Linked DNA regions of Pan troglodytes: region 1 is linked to region 2. Evidence: chromatin contacts called from public HiChIP or PLAC-seq data. All regions are on one chromosome and are shown on one strand. Each heading gives the region's core, a stretch centred on a gene start, on an enhancer-like site or on the middle of the called end of the contact. The rest is flanking DNA. Distances are from core to core; before and after follow the strand shown.

What was found. HiChIP or PLAC-seq counts read pairs in DNA pulled down with a chosen protein or histone mark.
Region 1: an H3K4me3 HiChIP or PLAC-seq map of stem cell-derived excitatory neurons shows a contact between it and region 2, with 3 times the contacts expected there. The contact joins the promoter of USE1 here to the promoter of HAUS8 in region 2. A contact is called at or near these places in 1 of 7 Hi-C or Micro-C datasets (stem cell-derived neural progenitor cells) and 1 of 1 datasets of contacts at active chromatin or transcription factors (stem cell-derived excitatory neurons).

What each region holds. Positions count from the first base shown.
Region 1 is chr20:19,869,437-19,876,141 of NHGRI_mPanTro3-v2.0_pri, forward strand. It overlaps USE1 (unconventional SNARE in the ER 1), which reads left to right and starts at 4,114. Exons shown (of 8, transcript XM_054673121.2): 1 at 4,114-4,324; 2 at 4,619-4,668; 3 at 4,810-4,888; 4 at 4,987-5,139; 5 at 6,267-6,276. The coding sequence starts at 4,223. It overlaps MYO9B (myosin IXB), which reads left to right. Exons shown (of 40, transcript XM_063801321.1): 39 at 456-579; 40 at 3,608-3,748. The coding sequence ends at 3,639.
Region 2 is chr20:19,730,909-19,737,614 of NHGRI_mPanTro3-v2.0_pri, forward strand. It overlaps HAUS8 (HAUS augmin like complex subunit 8), which reads right to left and starts at 3,317. Exons shown (of 11, transcript XM_001173112.6): 1 at 2,932-3,317; 2 at 819-880. The coding sequence starts at 2,960. It overlaps MYO9B (myosin IXB), which reads left to right and starts at 3,275. Exons shown (of 40, transcript XM_063801321.1): 1 at 3,275-3,412.

The sequences.
Region 1 (6,705 bases), core at 2,864-5,363, 140 kb after region 2:
GTCTTGAACTCCTGACCTCAAGTGATCCACCCACCTTGGCCTCCCAAAGTGTTGGGATTACAGGCGTGAGCCACCGCACTCGGCCTTTATTTCTGAGACAGGGTCTTTCTCTGTCACCCAGGCTGGATTGCAGTGGTGCAATCACGGTTCACTGCAGCCACAATCCCCTAGGCTCACGGGGTCCTCCCACCTCAGCCTCCCCAGTAGCTGACACCACAGGTGGTGCACACCACCACGCCTGGCTAATTTTTTTTACTTTTTGTAGAACAGGGTCCGCCTATGTTGCCCAGGCTGGGTTCAAACTCCTGGGCTCAGGCAATCCTCCTGCTTGGGGTGGGGGGAGGTTGGGGACACGGAGTTACATCTAGGAGCAGCACAGCCTGCTCTGTTCCACACTGGCCCGGCACTTCCGGTGGGGTGGCCTTGAACACCACTACCCTTTTTCCTCCAGGGAGGACATCACCTACCGGCTGCCGGAGCTGGACCCAAGGGGCTCGGACGAGGAGAACCTGGACTCGGAGACGTCGGCCAGCACCGAGAGCCTGCTGGAGGAGCGGGCCGGGCGGGGGGCCTCGGAAGGTCAGTATTAAGGTAGCGTCTGCTTTTCTCCTTCCCATCCATCCCAGCAGGCCCCAGGGCGAGGGTCCTCCGGCTGCCGGCCCTGAAGCTGCAGTAACCCTGCCATCTGTCTCTCAAAAGGGCCCCCTGCGCCTGCTCTCCCTTGCCCCGGCGCGCCCGCCCCGAGCCCCCTCCCCACCGTGGCCGCCCCTGCACGACGAAGGCCGTCGTCCTTCGTAACGGTCAGAGTGAAGACCCCCCGGCGGACCCCCATCATGCCCACCGCCAACATCAAGCTCCCACCAGGCCTGCCCTCCCACCTGCCTCGCTGGGCACCGGGTGCCCAGGAGGCGGCTGCCCCAGTGCGGCGCCGGGAGCCACCTGCCCGCCGCCCGGACCAGATACATTCCGTGTACATCACGCCCGGGGCAGACCTGCCAGTGCAGGGCGCCCTGGAGCCCCTAGAAGAGGATGGCCAGCCACCTGGGGCCAAGCGGAGGTACTCGGATCCCCCAACGTACTGCCTGCCCCCCGCCTCGGGCCAGACCAATGGCTGAGGGCCACAGCTGACAAAGTCTGCATGTCCGAGGACGGCCCCTGCACTGGAGCTGGGCGCCAGAGCTGCAGAGCTAGTGTTCGGCCCTCAGAGAAGGATCCAGAATCAAAAGCTCAAGAGTGACGTGAGGTGGGCACCGGCCCCAAGTGCAGAGTCAAGGCAGGGAGAGGCCGGCTGGAGCCAGGCCCCCTCGCGCGCAGCCCCCAAATCATGGACGCACCTGTGGGGAGCACCACATCTCCACCTGCGGCCTCACATCTCCCCACTCCCCTTTTTGTACGTTTAACTGTTTCTTTGTACGTGGTTTACGTAACTTTAAACTGTAACAGCCTTAATGGAAGACCAAATGGTTTTTTATATGTGTATGTACAAAGTTTTCTATTAACGCTGCCCGTCTCCCTTATAACCTGGACGTGAGCTGTCAGAGCAGAAGCTACCAGGCCACTGCGCGTCTGAGGCTCAGACCCCTGCTGTGGTTGGCTTGGGGTGGCCAATGGGCTGGGACCCTCCATGAGAGTTTTGGACACTTGGGTCACCTGACCCGTGCCTCTCTGACACATGTCTCCGGGGGGCAGCCACCTGGCCAATGTGCATTTGAGGACGTGCTGGAACCTTCCATGGGGGTCTAGGCTATTGGCTGGAGCCAGGACATGAGTCAGGGGCACCATGGACCTCACGTGCCAGGGAGACTTGAATGTGGCTGTCACTCTTCCGGACGCCAAGGGCTGCAGGAGGCTGGTTTTGGCACTACCCACCCCGTGTGACAGAATAGGAGCCGGCGACTCAGGACTGCTCACGGGTCAGGAGGGCAACGCCTGAAGTCAGACCTCCCTGTAGGTCAACAGGGACAACCTGGGGATCTCTGGAGCAGGGCCCTCCTCTCTCAGGCTTGGCCCACTCCCCCAGACACCTGGACATGTGGCTCCAAATCTGGGACAAGGGGCCCCCGCACAGCGTGAAATAAAAAGTGCCTGAGAAGTGTGTGCATGGGACGCCTGCTCATATGGGATCAGGCTTGGAAGAACAGGGCCGGTGGGTGGGGGTCTGCCCTGTGGCCTCAGCCAAGAAGGGTGCAGAATATGGGTGGAACACTGTCCTCAAAGACCTGTCTTGATCCTCCAGCAAACAGGGAGCTCCCAGCAGAGCCTCACTTGGCCAGGAGCGCCTGCTGTCCTGGCAGCCCTCTCTGGCCTCCCTGATTCAGTGCCCAGCCTCTGGAGCCTAAATGTCAGCTGCAGCAGTCACCCATCCAGCGGAGGTGGCCAGTTCCTGGTGGGCCCAGCAGGACAGGAACAGATGGGCTCCCAGGGTGCCATCGGATGGGAGTCGTGGGAACTGGCTGGCTGGTATTGGTTGGGGCGCCGTGAAGAACCCAAGTTCAGACAGCACATGCCAGAGGTTGAGGGGCTTCTCCAAGGCCACACAGCTGGGAGGGGCATGGCTGGGATTTAGACTCTGCCCTGCCAGCCTCTAGAGGCCCCTTTGATGGGCCCTGGGTTTGGTCTCCATGGTTTGTTGTGGGTTTTTTTCTTGAAACACGGTCTCACTCTGTCACCCAGGCTGGAGTGCACTGGCGCGATCTCGGCCCACTGCAGCCTCCACCTCTCGGGTTCAAGCGATTCTCCTGCCTCAGCCTCCCGAGTAGCTGGGATTACAGGCACGCACAACCAAGCCCAGCTAATTTTTGTGTTTTTTGAGAGAGACAGGGTTTCACCATGTTGGCCAGGCTGCTGTCCAAACTCCTGACCTCCAGTGATCCACCCACCTCACTCTCCCAAAGTGCTGGGATTACAGGCGTGAGCCACCGCACCTGGCCCTCCATGGTATTTTCCTTTTTTTTTTTTTTTTTTTTTTTTTTTTTGAGATGGAGTCTTGCTTTGTTGCCCAAGCTGGAGTGCAGTGGCACAATCTCGGCTCACTGCAACGTCCACCTCCTGGGTTCAAGCAATTCTCCTGCCTCGGCCTCCCAAGTAGCTGGGATTACAGGCACCCACCATCACGCCCGGCTAATTTATGTATTTTTAGTAGAGATGGGGTTTCACTATGTTGGCCAGGCTGGTCTCAAACTCCTGACCTCAGGTGATCCATCTGCCTCAGCCTCCCTAAGTGCTGGGATTACAGGCGTGAGCCACCGCACCTAGCCGTCTATGGTATTTTTCAAGGACATCAGGCCCACTGGTGTAACCAAGGTGCAGATGACCTAAGGTGTGGGAAAATATGAAGGCTGCATGCCAGGCCCTGGTTCCTGTGAAGCCCCCACCCTCATCCTGTCACTCCAGAAGAGAGGCACTGCAGGCATAGGGGTACTCAGCTTCCAGGTACTGAGGTGGGCTGGGAAGGGGTTCTCCATGGGGGTCTGGGCGTTAGGGGGGACCCAGCCCCACCTTGCTCACTCTCGGGCAGAGCTGTCTCATATCCCCCTTGAGGCAGGTACTGTCACACTGTCCATTTCCCGGGGGAAGAAACGGATCCAGAAAAGTTAAACTCTCCCAGGGCCGAGGATGGAATCAGAGCTGGAGCTGTGACCTGGAAACCCATAACCACAATACAGATGAGCCCTGCTGAGGTGGGGGAAGCCTTGGATTCCCGAATCCCAGGCTACAGAAATCGGGAAGGGTGTGTGGACGTGAAATAGCTCCGACTGGGAAGAATCCAGGTAGGAGTGGGGTGCGGGGAGGTACTTTGAGCAGGCAAAACAGAACAAGAGGGCACACTGCACGCGGGTCTGACACCAGAAGACCCCGGTCGTCCTATCATTCCCGAAGGGTTAACATGCTCTCGAAGAAAAGCAAGTGATTCGCTTAAGTAAGAATGGGGTGGCGCCTCTCCTATTTTTTTAAAATAGAGATAGCGTAGCGCTATCTTGCCCGGGCTGGCCTCAAGCAATCCTTTCCCACCTCTGCCTCCTAAAATGCTGGCATTACAGCCCTGAGCCACCGCGCCCGGCCCAGCGCCCCGCCTCACAACAAGATATTACTTCCGCTCCAAACAAAGATGGGCCAAGCGAACGAGCGCGGGGGAAACATCCGCCCGGAAGGCCACTTGAAGGCACTTCCGCCCTCTCTTAACATGGAGCCGGCGGAAGGGGCGGTGTAGGGCCGGGCGATAATGGCGGCGTCGAGGCTGGAGCTAAACCTGGTGCGGCTGCTATCCCGCTGCGAGGCGATGGCAGCGGAGAAACGGGACCCGGACGAGTGGCGCCTGGAGAAGGTGAGGGGATCTCGCACTGCCGCGTAGAGCCCGACTCCCGGGGGGTGATTCCTAGGGTTGGAAGCCACCTGGCCCGACTCCCCGGCCCCAGTAGCTTCTCGGGCAGCGCCCTTTCCGGTCAGTCCCGCCACGTCCACCTGTAGCTTCCGCCCCCGTCCCTGGGACTCCGCCCCTCCCCCACTGGCCCCGCCTCCTTTACGCTTGACCCCTCCCATTTGTCGGTCCCGCCCCCCCGACTCCCATGATCAGGACATGGGAAAGACCCCCGGGTGACAATCCGCTTTTCCTCCCCAGTACGTGGGAGCCCTAGAGGACATGTTGCAGGCCCTGAAGGTCCACGCGAGGTGAGTGCAGGCAGCCTCAGGGCTTTCACATCAGCACGTGGCTGTGCTACTGGGACATCCCAGTACCGCTATCCCAGCTGGGACCCTTCCCTGAGCTGGGGACCATGGACAGGTTTTGTTTTTCTTCTTCCTGCCTTCCAGCAAACCGGCCTCTGAGGTGATCAATGAATATTCCTGGAAGGTGGATTTTCTGAAGGGGATGCTGCAAGCCGAGAAGCTGGTGAGAAGGGGTGCCCCTGCCCCCTCAGCCCCCATCACCGCTCACTTTGGTCCCCAGGACCTGCCCCTCCAGTGACTTATCTTCCCACATTTCTGCAGACCTCCTCCTCAGAGAAAGCACTGGCCAACCAGTTCCTGGCCCCTGGCCGTGTGCCAACCACAGCCAGAGAGCGAGTGCCCGCCACAAAGACGGTGCATCTGCAGTCACGGGCGCGGTACACCAGCGAGATGCGGAGTGAGCTACTAGGCACGGTAGGGCTCCTTCCCTGGTCCCTGGGAATCCCTTGGACAGGAATAGGGGTTCTATGCTTGCAGGCAGCCAGAACCACAATACTGTCAGATACAGGAACCCTAAGGGGGTCCAGCAATCTCTTCCCTGGGTCATCACACAAGGCTGCTCAACAGAGGGGCATTGTGGCTAAGGCTTTGCTAGATGAATAGGAATTTGGTACAAGGCAAAAATGGAATGTGTCTGGTTAAGCTCCAGAGTTGGCCCAAGAGCAGGGTTTGAGTCCTGGCTTGCAACTTACAAGACACGTAAGTTTCTTCAGCCGTAAAAGAGGATGACAAGTTCCTTTCTGAGCACTTTATGTGGATCAGCTCAATCTTTTAAAATATGAGTTGTTGTGGCCGGGCGCGGCAGCTCACGCCTGTAATCCCAGCACTTTGGGAGGCCGAGGCGGGCGGATCATTTGAGGTCAGGAGTTAAGACCAGCCTGACCAACATGGAGAAACCCCGTCTTTACTAAAAATACAAAATTAGCTGGGCATGGTGGCTCACGCCTGTAATCCCAGCTACTCAGGAGGCTGAGGCAGGAGAATCGCTTGAACCCAGGAGGCAGAGGTTGCGGTGAGCTGAGATCAAGCCATTGCACTCCAGCCTGGGCAATAAGAGTGAAACTCCGTCTCAAAAAAAAAATATGAGTTGTCGTTACCAGTTTAAGGTTGAGGAAACAGGCTCAGAGGTCATGGGATTTCCCCATGTCCTGACTGAAGGTGAGGAGGTTGAGGTCAGAAGGGACAGGTTTGGGAACAAGACAAGGGGGGTGACTTCATGGCATTTACTTTTTTTTTTTTTTGAGATGGAGATTCGCTCTTGTTGCCCAGGCTGGAGTGTGGTGGCGCGATCTTGGCTCACTGCAACCTCCGCCTCCCAGGTTCAAGCGATACTCCTGCCTCAGCCTCCCAAGTCACTAGGATCACAGGCACCCCCACCACGCCTGGCTAATTTTTTCTATTTTTAGTAGAGATGGAGTTTCATTATGTTGGCCAGGCTGGTCTCGAACTTCTGACCTCAGGTGATCTGCCCACCTTGGCCTCCCAAAGTGCTGGGAGTGAGCCACTGCACCCAGCCTCATACCACTTACTTCTTTCCACAGGACTCTGCAGGTGAGTCACCATGAACACAACAGGACTTGAGGGCCAGCTGACTAGGACAAGACATGTATCCTTGCTGCCCCGGGGCCTCCATGCCGAGACTCCATGCCCTGACTCCAACAGGAGCATCACCAAATTACACCTGGAGGAAGAGCCAGGACAGAGGAAATGGCCCCGAGAGGAAACAAAGCTAGGCACAGTGGCTCACACCTGTAATTTCGGAGGCTGAGGCAGGTGGATCACCTGAGGTCAGGAGTTTGAGACCAACCTGGCCAACATGACAAAACCATGTCTCTACTAAAAATACAAAACTCAGCCGGATGCAGTGCTACGTGTCTGTAGTCCCAGCTACTTGGGAGGCTGAGGCAGGAGAATTGCTTGAACCCAGGAGGTGGAGGTTGCAATGAGCTGAGATCACACCACTGCACTCCAGCCGGGGGC
Region 2 (6,706 bases), core at 2,067-4,566:
AGCCTCAGCCTCCTGAGTAGCTGGGATTACAGGCACCTACCACCATGCCCGGCTCATTTTTGTATTTTTAGTAGAACGAGGTTTCACCATGTTGGTCAGGCAGGTCTTGAACTCTTGTCCTCATGATCCACCCACCTTGGCCTCTCAAACTGCTGGGATTACAGGCGTGAGCCACCGTGTCCAGCCACATTTCCTTTTTTTTTGTTTTGTTTTGAGACAGAGTCTCACTCTGTCGCCCAGGCTGGAGTGCAGTGGTGCGATCTTGGCTCGTGGGGGAGGCCATTAACGGTGATCCCAGACCGATAGGTGGAAATCAGATGTACAGGCACCCCTCATGAGACTGACACGCTCACGCAGTGGGAATTGAGAGTTTGATTTTAGGCCGGGGGCAGTGGTTAATGCCTGTAATCCCAACACTTTGGGAGGCAGAGGCGGGAGGATCACTTGAGGTTAGGAGTTCGAGACCAGCCTGGGTAACATAGTGAGACCCTCCGTCTCAAAAAAAAAAAAAAAGGCAGAGTTTGATTTTTGATAATGATCTCCATGGTCTCCACACCCACGCTTCCAGGGGACATGTCCCGGACACAGCCCATGACCCCCATGGCTGCCAAGGGAAGCCACTGCTCAAAATGACCACCACCATTCCTGACACAGTCCTCGCCACAGGGCTGGGATGGCCAGACCCAGAATCCCCACAGGTGTGACTACAAGGAAGTAAAGCCACAGGCCCCCTTCTCTGGCCTGTTTTTTTCTTCCTCCAAAAGCACGTAATGAAAGAAGAAAACCATGTTCCTTAAAGAGATCCTGACACTGCTTACCTTGAACTCTTTTATCCTTCTTCTTGGCACTGCTAGAATTTGTGGGGCCGGTTGCAGGCTTCCTGCAAGAGAAGAGAGAGAGGTCTTGTTCACCTCACTGCCCAAGAAGCACAGGGAAGCCGGCGAGGTGCCTGCTAGTTGAAGCTCAGACAGCCCAGTCCGAGGGCTGCCCGAGGACAATTTCAGTGAGGGTGGGCCACCTCAACAGGAAAAGGGACACAAGGAGCAGCCAGCCCTGGTCACCTGGGCAAGAAGGCATAGGTGAACACCCAAACTGAGAAGAGAGGAGGGTAATGAGAGCTCTGTGGAAGAGATCACAGCAGATCTCAAATTATCCCTGGGTTCATTCATTCACCAGACATTGATGCACCTACTGTATTCCAGTAGAGACACAGTGGTAACAAAACACAGAGCTCCTTCCCAGAAAGGGAAGAACAACATCTTGACAGGCAGGTACGAGGAGTGGTCCCAGCAGGTACCTCACTTTGGGAGGCTGAGGCTGGCGGATCACGAGGTCAGGAGATCGAGACCATCCTGGCTAACATGGTGAAACCCCATCTCTACTAAAAATACAAAAATGAGCTGGGGTGGTGGCATGCGCCTGTAGTCCCACCTACTCAGGAGACTGACACAGGAGAATTGCTTGAACCCGGGAGGCAGAGGTTGCAGTGAGCCAAGATCACGCCATTGCACTCCAGCCAGGGTGACAGAGTGAGACTCCGTCTCAATAAATAAATAAATAAAAATAAAAATAAAAATAGAATGAAGCCTGATGTAATAGGAAAGAAGGGACCCTGAGATAGAAATCGCTGACTCATCAGCTGTGGGGGTGCAGGAGAGGGAGAATCTGGGATGACTAGGGGTTTCAGGGTTTCAGCCTGAGCTGGTGAGAAAAGAAGGGATCCAAGAACAGACACCAGCAACACAGGAGGGGCAAGTGGGTGGGCAAGTGGAGGGGCAGGGCCAAGGCCAGGGCACTGTAACTCCTGCTCCCATCACCAAGGGCGGCTCCACTGGTCCCTGCGGCCACCTCCTCTGAAGCAGGCTCCCAGGACCCCAAAGTGAGACCCAGACAATGTTGGGGACACTTCCAGGCCACCGTGGGGAGAGGCAACTTAGCAAGTGTTCGCCAGGTGCCAGCAGCTGCGCTCGCCCATAGGCTCCTCCTAACCCGACAGCTTCCTAACTGTTCACACCTGCTTTTTCGTCGCTGCAAAACAAAGACACACAGGTTTTACATAGGTCAGCCCCGGGGCAGTCTCACAGCCAGAAAGAGACAAGAGCACAGACTCCCTCTGGGGACTGTGCTAGGGCTGTGGCCTCAAACCGAATGGGCTCCTGGGTGAACCTGCTGCGACCTGAGGGGGGTCCCTACAACCTGTGCGAGCCTCAGGTACTGCACCTGTACCTGGGAGGTGCTACTGTCAATCTATCGGTTACGGCAAGGGGCGGTGGAGTGATTCCTCTTGCTGGCCAATTTCACTTCAGTTTGCACCTGGCACAATCAACACTGGCAGAATTAACAAAACTAGACAAATATAGCCTCATGATCATTCATGCCTAGCTCTCGGTCAGTATTCAACTTCTTTCTGTTCATGGTGTGTTACCCTAGGCAAGTCACTTCCCCTCCCTGGGTCTCCATCATCTCCTCAGTAAACTGGGAGCACAGAATAAAGCGCGTGGGAGGATTAAAGGGGACACTTTGGTCGCCCAACACTTGTTCACTGCATAACGATAATTCCAAGAGCGACATCACAGTAAAGACCCAGGCGCCGATCTAAGCGCGTTTCAGCCTCACGCGACGCGTACGAGGTTGAGCTGCGTCATCGGCCCCATTTCGTAGCGGAGGAAAGCGAGGCACTGGGCGGTCAGGCCGCTTGCCGGAGGTCGCCCAGCGTCCCAGCCGAGGACGCGGAACTCAGGGCCGGTCGGGTGTCTGCGCTCCGGAGCATGCGCAGAGGCAGCACGCCATCGGGGTCTTCAGGGGCCCACGCAGTTCCTGGCGGGGTCGAACCCGAACTCACCCCGAGGGTCCTCACTCCCCAACTCCGCTGCCCATCCTCTCCAGCCCTATGGCGTCTACAAATCCAGACCTGCGGACGCCCCAACTCACCCAGCGCCTCGCCCCGAGGAATCCGCCATTTTCCCGCCTTCCACCTCAACGCCCGACCCGCCGGCTTTTCAAAGCCGGACCCGCCCCCTTGCTTGCGGGTCGGACCATTTGTGGAGACGCAGGAGGGGTGGCTGCGAGGCGTGAGGCAGCGCCGGCTAAGTGTGGAGAGCGCGGCCCCAGACGCGCGCTTCGCCTGTCCTCCCCTCGCACTTGGTCTCGCCCACCATCGGCGGTAGTGGGTAGGGGCGGTGGGTGGGACCTGATCTGTCGGAAAGTAGGGGCGGGGCTTTTCGCGATGCCCCGCCCCTAGGAGCGCTGGCGTCACGCCCCCGTCCCCGCCTCTCCGGAACCCGGAAGCGGGAGCGCGCGGGGGAGCGGCGGGCGCGGCGGGGCGGAGCGGCTCGAGCAGCGGCGGGCTGGCAGGCGGTCGTCCGGCCGGGGACCCGGCCCGGGACCGGCGGCGCGCGGCGGCCGAGGCCAGGTGAGTACCAGGCAGCCTCGGGTTGGCGACTCGAGCTCGAAGCCTGCCTTTGGGGGCTGCGTAGAAGAGGGACGGAGCTGAGGGCTGATGGGGGACGCGACGGCAGGGGTCGAGGGGGCGGGAACGAGCCTGGGGGTCTTGGAGAGGTTGCTGGGGATGAAGTGGAAGCGAGACGGTGAAGGAGAAAGTGGATGGGGATGGAGCTGGTGAGGGAGTTCGAGGGCGTGGGGGGGGGTGAGTCTTGTGGCTTTGAGCAGCTTCTCTGAAGAGGACGTGGCTTAAGTGGTAATTGGGGGGTCGCAGGAAACGGCGTTGTGGGGAGGCACGGAGGCGGGAACGAGAGGCCCAGGCTGGGGGAGTGGGCAAGGCCAGGGGCGGGACAGCCGGGGTGCGGTTGAGGGGAAGGGGTGCGAGAGCGATCTGGGGACGTCTGCCCGCGCGATTGAAGGAAGGGTGTCTGAGAAGAGGGCGGCGCCTGGCCCCCAGTGGGCGCTCAGTAAATGCGGGGGGTTCTGAACTAACTGATGCGGCAGCCGGCTATTGGGAAGCGGGGAAATGGGAGCTGGAAGGGAAGTAAACGGAGTAGAAGTCATGGTAAGAACTGAGGGTAGGCTTAGGGAGGGAGGGCCCGGAGAGGAGGGAAGAGAAGGAAGGGGTTAGAGTGGCCCCGTGCAGATAGATGTTGAGGTGCAGCCTCTGGAGATTCCGTCCCCCCACCCTCCCCTCTTGATTCGTGTCCCTCCTGACTTCACACTTAACAGCTGGGTGACCTGGGACGAGTCCCAACACCCTCTGTGCCAGTGTCCTCGTCTTGGAAACTTCACCACCCTCCGCTTAAGACAGGACTAGCAGGATTCTGGGATTCCCTGGATCCAAGGAAGGGACCTCAGGGCCGGTTGTGGGACCGGAACTGTGTTTCAGGAGGGAGTGTGCATGCACCCTCATGTACAGGACTGTCGCCACCTCCGCAGAGCTGCATCCTTGGACTTAAATGGGTAAAACGACGTACAGGAAATCTGTCCCCCGGTTGCTCTGAGCTCAGCCCTGGAGAGGCACGACAGTCACGAGCCCTCCTTTCTTTCCTGGGCACCCTGGAGGCCAGGGGTCTTTAAGGGATGGCTTCTCTGCTTCTTTGTCTGAGGTGGGAGCCGGTGGGGACACTTTCCAGCCAGAGAGTCCCAACTAGGTTTGTTTTTTGATGTTGGAGTCTTCAGAATCTTAAGGTGTCCAGGAGCAGCCGGAGGTGACCTGGGCTACAGGAAAGTTATTCACATCTGACAGGCCTGGCTCTTGTGGCCCTGGCAGGGACTTTGTGCAGGGTGCTTTTGATTGGCATTCATTTCTCCCCTTTCCCAACTGTAGGGATCTTTATCTGGGATCTGCCAGAAGGGCTGGGGAACCCCAGCTTATATTTAGTTTATAGCTCATTCAGGAGATGAACCTGGATAGCTGGAATATAAAGAGGGCCACAGAAAGATAAGCACCCCCTTCACTTCCAGAATATCCTGGCCTTTAGGAAAGGTGGCTTTGGCCTGGCTTGACCCAGGACATGCAGTGACAGCCCACAGTCATGCCTCCTGCAAACATTGAACTGTAGGCTTGCACTAGCCTACAGAACAGGACCGGGATCTTCTGATCCCACAGCCCTGCAATCGCCTCTTCCCTGCCGCTAGAGAATGGCCAAGCAGGGTCTTGTGGGGGGAGCACTGTGTTGGAGATCCTGGCTTTGGTCAAGTCTCTGTGCCTGTTTCTGACCTCTCACCTGCAAAATGAATGAATTGACCTCCATCAGCGTTTTTCAACCTTGAAACCCAACTCTTCTCATCACCGTCTTGTCTCCAGTCCAAGTCCCCCAACTCCCGGCCTTGAACTCCTCACAGCACCCCCACTCTCCATTCCTGGCTGCGATGATCCTAGTTTTATTCCGTTTTCCATTCTACAGTTTGTATCCAAAAATGATTTTTTTTTAACTGCTTCTTCATCGTCCAAATAGAAAATTGCGGTGTTGAAGGTGCTTTTGCACATTGCACCTATTCCCAAAGCTTTGGAAACTGCAAATTTCTGGAAATCCCGAGGCAGTACCATCCCTCGGGTCCAGTCTGGTGACTCAGTGGAGCAGGTAGAGACGTGGGAATCTCCCCTTTCTGTTTGGCTGTAGGATTCGTTATTCTCTCCCCACAGGGACTTGTTAACTTGCTGCTTCCCATTCCTCATCTCTTCCAAATGGTGTGTCTTGGGTGGGCCTAGATTTCAGTTAGGCAAGGGTTGATTGTGCCAGACACTTGGTAGATTCCTGGGGACAGAGGTGAATCGTTATGACCCAGAGGATGGACACGCTAATGCCCGCCCCCGACAACTTTGCACTTCCTCTTCAGAAAGAGTGGAGTTCAAGCTGGGCCGCGGTGGCTCAGGCCTGTAATCCCTTTGGGAGGCCGAGGCGGGTGGATCACAAGGTCAGGAGTTCAAGACCAGCCTGACCAATATGGAGAAACCCTGTCTCCACTAAAAATACAAAAATTAGCCCGGCGTGGTGATGTGTGCCTGTAGTCCCAGCTACTCTGGAGGCTGAGACAGGAGAATTGCTTGAACCCAGGAGGCGGAGTTTGCAGCCAGCCAAGATTGCGCCATTGCACTCCAGTCTGGGTGACAGAGCAAGACGCCCTCAAAAATAATAATAATTAAAAAAAAGAATGGAATTCAGATCAGGTCATCAGTATGGTGACAGAGGGGCCACAAGATATTATGGAGGGAGAATTAGGGACAACCAATGCAAGCTTTAGGACAAGGGGGATTCCAGCAAGTTTCCTCGGAAGTAGTGGCTGGCCCCAGGTCAAACCTGGAAAGATACCACGTGTTAAACCACGCCGGGTGGAAGGGATTGCACAAGCAGATACCTTTGAAGCCCGGCCTGTACAGGGCATCCCAGCTCTCTCATTCTGCCAACCGGCAGTGCGAGGGTCCTTGTTCTTATCTTCCTGATACAGAAACAGGCCCAGGCAGGTGATGACTTCAGAGATGGTTCCTTGAGCTTTCTAGAAACATGCAGGATCCTTAGTAACCTTTAACTGGGGAAACCCAAATCTCCAGGGCCGTTTCTCACCCGCATCACCATTGACACTTGGGGCTGTGCACTGTAGAATGTGGAATAGTGTCCCTGGCTGTCACCCATGAGATGCCAGTAGTATTCCATCCCCTCCAAGGGGTAACAGCTGAAAATGACTCCAGCCATGGCCACGTGTCCCCTGGGGGCAGAATCACCTCCCCCGCCAGGTGAAATGTGATGCTCGTTAGTAA